Regions from separate parts of the Mus musculus genome. Here region 1 is linked to region 2. A link is a contact called in public HiChIP or PLAC-seq data. All regions are on one chromosome and are shown on one strand. The core of a region is the stretch at or near the end of the contact, and the rest is flanking DNA. Distances in the headings are between cores, read along the strand shown.

Region 1 (3,329 bases), core at 78-2,577, 87 kb after region 2:
TCACACTTAACCTTTCTCTAAGCCAACTCTGTTCTCTTTTTTTTAATGAGAGAGCGAGAACAAGAGAGTGAGCAGGTGCTTATACCATGGTGGACACGGAGACATCGGAGAACGGCCTCATAGGTCCTTTTATCTACCATACTTGAGACAGGGTCCTCTGTTGTCTGGTGACTTGTAAGCCAGGCTGGCTCTCCTGCAAACCTTCAGAGCATCACCTTCTCTATGTCCCGCTCACTGTAGGGGTTCTGGGATCAGAGATGCTTGCTACCATCCTTCAGGCGGGTTCTTGAGACCAGAACTCAGATCCTCACTCTTGGGCAGCAAAGCGCTTTCTTTGCCCAGGTATGGTTGGTTAGCTTGGATTTCACGGTCAGTCAGCAGACTGCTTCCTGGGGACTGGTCCTGGATTAAGCTTTCTCGAGGCAAGAGGCTTTCCATTCTCATTCGTCTGAGCCCAGGGCGTGAAGCATGCTAGGCAGGCCCTTCATTCTTCCTTGGGTCTCCATTTCTCAGGGTGATACCCAGCCTCCTTAGGGTCTGTGGTGTTATCATTTATTTGTTTGGTACACTGTCCCCCTTCCCCAACACACTCTGAACTCTATTTCCACAGTGAGTGCTATGGCCCCAGTTAGGATCTTTCTCTCCCAGTATCTGCATGGCTGGTTCCTTCCTTTCTGTGGTTTTCTGCTCAGCCCAGAGCTTCCAATGCATTTCCTTCTGATTTGATCCCACAACTGCCATCTACAGAGTAGATTTCATTTTTATTTTATTTTTCCTTTTACCTCCATCAAAACTTCCCAGGGCAAAGGCTGGACCTTTTCTCCAGGGCCTAGCTAGAAGCAGGCCAATACCACAGTGTTCATTTTTATTTGTGGAACATAGGAAATGGTATTTAGTGGGCAGAGGAAGCCTCCTGGTCCAGGCAGCTTATGCCCTGGTAGGTGGGTGGATTGGTACTTGGTGTCCCTTAGAGGACAGAGTGGCTGCCTGTTAGTCAGGCAGGTCATACTGAAGTCTCAGGGCTGGGACTCGGAGCTCACTTAGAGAATGCTCTGGGCCATCTGCCAGTAATTCCTCTCCTTCCCTTCCTGAGCAGTGAGTTAGCTGGGCTGGAAAAAAATGTCAGGAAATAACCCCTGCTAGAGGGGTCAGTTTGGAGGTAGTAGTGTTAATGGTCAACAACACAAAACATACTCATATAGCCTTCCTTATGTTGTCTACAAGTGAGGCTGTTAGGAAGTTGAGCTGTGTCCCCTGTATTCATAATTAGGGACCTAAGCCCGGCTCAGTTGGAAATCATGTTGGTGCAGATGCAGCCGGTTGTTAAGGCGAGGTCACACTGGAGTGGGTGGGGCTTTAGTCTCATGTGATTATTGTCCTATACAAACATTGAACTTGCCTAGAAAAGAGTGCCAGCCCGCCACAGAAGAACACGCACTGGACAATTCCAGTTAAGTGGGACCTAGAAGAGAGTCAAATGATAGGCAATAACAGTGGTTACTAGAGACTGGAGATTACATGGGAGAACAAGAAGCCAAGGTTTCATGCACAGATATGGAGTTTCAGGGTGGGACAGACTAAAAATTCTGGAGCCCGGTAGTGAACCTTAATGTTGCTTTGCTGTAGAGTTAAAAATGGTTAAAATGGTTTCTAAGAGTCAATTTAATTTTTCTTTTCTCTTTTAAGGTTGCAGTCCTTCATGGGGGGGGGGGTTGGGGCAGAGGGATGGGAGGGAGAGTACTAGTGGCAGAAGTGATGGACTGTTACATTGTATCTACACACCAGAAGCAGAGTGCTAGATGCTGCTGCTCAGACACCATCTCCCTTGTATTTTACTTTACTTTGTTATTGAGATGGTATCAAAATGTAGCCCTAGCTAGGCCTAAACGCAGGATCTTCTTGCCTGAGTTTCCACCACACCCTGAGTCTGCTATGTATGTTCGACAATGCTAATAAACCTACTAAAGTGGAAATAAGGAGGCAACAAAGATACGCGGAGATGGTTCACGAGTTTGGAGACTTTTCATCGACTGGACCACAGAGATTGCCAGCAAAGAAAGAATCAGCAGCTAGGAAAGAAGAGCCTGGCCCATCTCGCTCAGAGCCCACAGGAGGGTTCAATTCGGCCCACACCACTCTGCCCATACCTACCTGCCCACACTTTGATCTCTGACTTTGGCTCCAGAGTCTGGAGACAGTACAATTCTCTTTAAACAACCTAGTCTGTGGTGCTTTGTTACCATAGCCCCAGAAAGACACAATGCCTCTCTGTGGCTGGCTGGCACCCCTCTCCAGCCCCCTGGTTTCTGGAGAATCGAGGACAAGCTGGCTTCTAAGGGCTCTCCGAGGCTGTTCCACCCTTCCCGGTTCTTAGCCAGTCCTGCCTCCTTGCTTTCTCTCTTCCCTGCTGTCAGAGTGGAGATGACTTGAAAGCCAGGGATCTTCAAAGCTTGTTCAATGCCCTATCCTCGGGCCTGGGTGCTCCCCCAGCCCCACCTTGATATGAATTTGTAAAAATGCATATGTATAGGAGGGAGTGAGGAGTGAGGCACTTTCCTCTGATCTCTATCAGAGTTGCTTTGACAGAATGCTTGTTGCTTAGAATAAGCAGGGATAGTCATGGTGACAGCTAGGCAATACAGAGCCTGTGGCCTCTCTAGACTGAGGTGAAAACAGAAAGTCTGGCTGGGTCTGCCTTTGTAGGGCAGGAGCTACAAGAGACAGAGGTAAAGCCTTTCCCTTAGGGCCACTGAACACAAACATGGCCCTGGTTCTAGTAATAAAGGAAAAAGGCTTCCGTGTCATCTGAGGCAGAACCCGCAAGAGGATGGGGACAGGAAAGGCAGAATAGACACTAGGGTCAGTGATAGGCTCATTTCCAGACCCCGGGAGCTCACAGTCTGCACAGGGAGGCAAAGGCCTGAGAGCCTGAGAACAAGGCCTGGGCTGCTCTCCCGGGGCCTGCAGAGGCAGCTGTGGGAGCAGAGGAGATAGTCTGACAGCAGGGTTTGCAGAAGGCTGCATGGAGGAGGTGCCAGCTGAGAAAACCTTGGCAGAGGGAGGGAGGGGTGGAGAATGGGAGGCATACGGTGGAAGCAGAGAGTACCAGGGTGGTGGGTTGTGAAAGGGCCATGGGAAGATGACCAGTGAGGGTCCCTGTGCTTGGCTAATGAGGGAGGCACTGGTACAATTCCCTGTCCCAACTGTTGGGTTACCCTCCTAAGGGAGGTTTGAACAAACATCTGTTCACCTCAAATAGGGCACCAACAATGACCAAAGAAACCATTCCATGTTCATCTCTCAGGGCGGGGTGGAGGTGGGGGGACGGG
Region 2 (3,615 bases), core at 881-3,380:
AAACTAAGCCATTCTGCTTTTTCCATGGCACTAAAAATCTTCCCAGGTCGGCTTCTCAAGGATCCAGACATCCTCCATTTGATTTTTCTTATTTTCATTCTTTAAGATTTTGACATTCTTGGAGTAATGCAGGCAAGGCACCCACCAACCCTGGTGTGTTTATAAAAACATAAAAAGAGGGGTATGCCGGGCGTGGTGGCGCACGCCTTTAATCCTAGCACTCGGGAGGCAGAGGCAGGCGGATTTCTGAGTTCGAGGCCAGCCTGGTCTACAGAGTGAGTTCCAGGGCAGCCAGGGCTATACAGAGAAACCCTGTCTCGAAAAACAAAACAAAACAAAAAAGAGGGGGTATATATTCTATGGGGGCGTGGTGAGGTATGGGGGGGGGAAGGAGGTTCCTCCGCGGGCCCATGCTGAGGCATCCCCTTCCCCGAGGGACCAGCCACACAAAGGTATAGTATAGAATAGAGTTTATTCAGGGTATGGGGAGGGGAGTTAAGAGGGTAGTAGAGGCAGAGAAAGGCAGAGAGAGGGAGAATAGAAGAGTAGAGGCTGGCCATGAGCACATGGAGAGATGGGGAAGGGAAGAACAAGGTAGCAAGAGAGGAACAAGGAGGGAGAAAGGGGCAAGCAGTGGGTCAGGCCTACCTGGCTATTGACAGGTAACTGTGGGGCGGAGCTTAGACAGAACGCTAACAGACCCCTTCCTGAAGTCCTCTCTCGCCCCAGAGATGCGGCATGGGGCGGTCGCATCAGGTTTGAAGCTCTTTTCTCCTGCAGGCAAGCTCAGTAATCCAGGCTCTTTGCTGTGTAGTTTATGCTGCTTTAGCATCTGCAATCCTGCCTCAGGCTACTCTGTGGTGGTGCGATCATAGGTTTCCCCGCTATGCCTACGACGGTTGTTTAGGACATCTGGGCTCCTTGCGTGTACAGGAGCTCAAACCGGTCATTGAATCTCAAGACAGTCACCCTCCTGGGCACTGAAAAGACAGTGTGTGGGAAACCAGAAACCACTCACCAGCCTCTCGCTTCCTAGGGGCCAGTGGGGTGGGTGGAGGGGGTGGGGCTAGGGAAGTGGGAGGTGCTTAGGTTTGTTATGGATGTCACTGCTACCCAAAGGGTGGGTTAGTGACTCATAGCTGCTGGAGCCTACAGGTGGGGTTGAGTGAGTCACTTTTATTCCTCAAGGGAGGGCCGAGGTGGGATGGAATGGAGGGGACCACGGAGTTGGAAAGAAATGAGGGATTTATATCTGAGAATTGGAGCTGTAAGACCTTGAGAAACGAACCTTCATTTCCTGTTAGCTGACCTGTCCGTGGGAAATGATCCCTACACTCCACATTATTGTGGAATTAAATGAAAGTGTTGCTTACACAACTGAGTGTGTACTGGGCATGGTGACTCACTCCTTTACCCAGCACTGTGATCTCTGTGAGTTCAAGGCCAGCCTGGTCTACAAAGCAAGTTCCATTTCAGCAGGGCTGTCACACAGAGAAACCCTGTCTCAAAAATAACAACAACAATAACATAAAAAAATCCACCATAAACCAAGAAACAAACTACAAATAGCGGTAGTGCCATCGCTTAAATCTTCATTTAGTTCCTGAAAACAGGCAGGGTAATAATATCTACTTCCTTTAGAGATTAAGGGCATTAAATAACGTATGCAAACTCTCTGCACAATGGTATTGGGTAAACGTTGTCCATTTTCATCAGCTGGGGGGGGGGGGTGTCACTGGTTTGTCAATGAATTCTCTGCTGTCTTAAGACCAAAAGGAGAAATGAGTCTGAGGGGTGACAATTAGGCTGCATTAGGTTGGGACCAGGCCAGCAATCCACTTGCGCCCGAATTGTGAGCCTACTAGGTGCTCACATGCTCATATTTGGTGTCACGCCTCCACAGAGGGCTCGAAAGAGATGAAAACCAACTGATAAGGAAGTGTTTGTGCTTGCCTCCTTCCTTTGAACCTCAAATTTATCTAAATAGAGATCTAACTTGGAACCAGGGTCCCAGGTTGCGCTTTCTGATGTGGCCTCCAGGGGGCGCATCCCCTTTGGGGCGCTCTGTGTGGCCGTGGAAGCTGCGGTGACTGTCGGAGGCAGGAGGATGAGTCAGCCTCCGAGGCTTCCGGCGTCCATTGGGTCCTGCTGCCCGCTCGGCCGCGCCCTGCCCGCGGGCTCCCGCCCGAGTCACCCTCTGGTATGGACCTGCAGCTCTGCAGGAGCTCAGGCCTTCCTTGCTGCCTGGGGGCAATATGGCCAGCCCTCTGGAGTGGTGGGCTTCCCGCGGGCGTGTGACCCCTCTCTCCACAGGGCCAGGGATTGCTTCCCTGCCCAAGTTCCAGGGCTTCAGGGCCCCGGGGCTGGCATGGGATGTGCTAGGACTGGGCAGCAGGAGGGACATCACGGAGGAAAATTTGCCACTATTCTCCACTTGGGGAGCCATGGAGCCTGGCCAGTTCCTCTGGATCCCCAAGAGTGTTCTCCCTCTGCTTAAAGTCAGAAAGAACAGACACCCCACCCCCACCCCCACCCCCCCACCCCCACCCCCGCGCTCCCATGCCCCTAGCCCTTTCCCTTGGCTTCTAGCTACAGATTTAGAACAGGGCTTGAGACTAGCTCAGCCAGTGTGGATGGTAAATTGGAAGATTTGGTTGATTCTGGGAGGGCCTCCCAATGAGTCACCATCCCTGGGAAGAGGTAACTCCCAGATGCCCAGGAGCTATCGGCCTCCCACTCAAGAGGAACTTGGAAGTAATGTCTAGCACAGAACACCTAACATTGTATATATATAGTAATGTCCATATTATTATATATGTATACTTTTAGATAGAAAGTTATAATTAAAATACATGAATCATATAGATCTCTGTGCATGTATACACATGTACTTTACAGGGCACCTCCTGTAAACTAGCTGTTGTCCCAGTGGCTCTACAGGAATTAATTATCTCAGACAGTTTTCACAGGACACTGGGGCATACGTACTATTATTGTTCCCATATGGTAGCTGAGGAAGTCTGAGCTCAGAGAGTAACTTTTGAGTGGGTGTGATGTCTGTCTGTAAACCAAGCAATTGGGTGGTAGAATCAGGAGGGCCAGTGTAACAGGCTCCAGACTGTAGCATAACTGACTCCATATTGGAAGAGCCATTCACTCAGCACGTAGACAGCATCACCTGCCAAAACCGTAAACAAAGACCTAATCCATCAAAGTCCATAGTCATGGGAACGTCTCTAAATGTGCTCACCCGGCTTTTGGGTGGCTGTAGTTCTGCTTCTGGCTAACTGTTCTTGCTAACTGAAGTGTGTCAACCCAGGACAAGTGTGTGTGTGTGTGTGTGTGTGTGTGTGTGTGTGTGTGTGTGTGTGCTTAAAAGCTCACCCCGACAGAGACTTGGGGCTACACTATGGGATCCTGAATGCCTGTGTAGCCATGTGCCAGCTAATGAAGATTCTATTGGCTTAAACCCATGCCCAGGCAGTCTTCTCTGGTGGATACCCCACAACATCAGGAGTTCAGGACTCTTCTCAGCTATGTGCTGAGCTGAAAGTCCACCCAGGATACATGAGACTTTGTTTGGAGGGGGGGAAGGGGGGAGGGGAAGGGGAGGAG

Evidence for each region. HiChIP or PLAC-seq counts read pairs in DNA pulled down with a chosen protein or histone mark.
Region 1: an H3K27ac HiChIP or PLAC-seq map of the HPC-7 cell line shows a contact between it and region 2, with 7 times the contacts expected there. The contact joins two enhancer-like sites. A contact is called at or near these places in 3 of 15 datasets of contacts at CTCF or cohesin (CD8 T cells, the NIH/3T3 cell line and embryonic stem cells), 43 of 484 Hi-C or Micro-C datasets (B cells, CD4 single positive thymocytes, CD8 T cells and 24 more), 27 of 115 datasets of contacts at active chromatin or transcription factors (CD4 T cells, CD8 T cells, DN3 thymocytes and 12 more) and 1 of 9 other capture datasets (embryonic stem cells).

Annotation. Positions count from the first base shown.
Region 1 is chr6:125,512,069-125,515,397 of GRCm38.p6, forward strand. No RefSeq gene overlaps it. Among named protein-coding and RNA genes, the nearest start is that of Cd9, 19 kb to the left of the region's middle. Within about 2 kb of position 1,328, at least 54 of the 459 cell types and tissues checked have an H3K27ac peak or open chromatin away from gene starts, as enhancers often do. A contact at or near this core is called in the HPC-7 cell line, heart atrium and neural progenitor cells, where this site is marked.
Region 2 is chr6:125,424,466-125,428,080 of GRCm38.p6, forward strand. No RefSeq gene overlaps it. Among named protein-coding and RNA genes, the nearest start is that of Gm32673, 4.7 kb to the right of the region's middle. Within about 2 kb of position 2,131, at least 357 of the 459 cell types and tissues checked have an H3K27ac peak or open chromatin away from gene starts, as enhancers often do. A contact at or near this core is called in the HPC-7 cell line, heart atrium and neural progenitor cells, where this site is marked.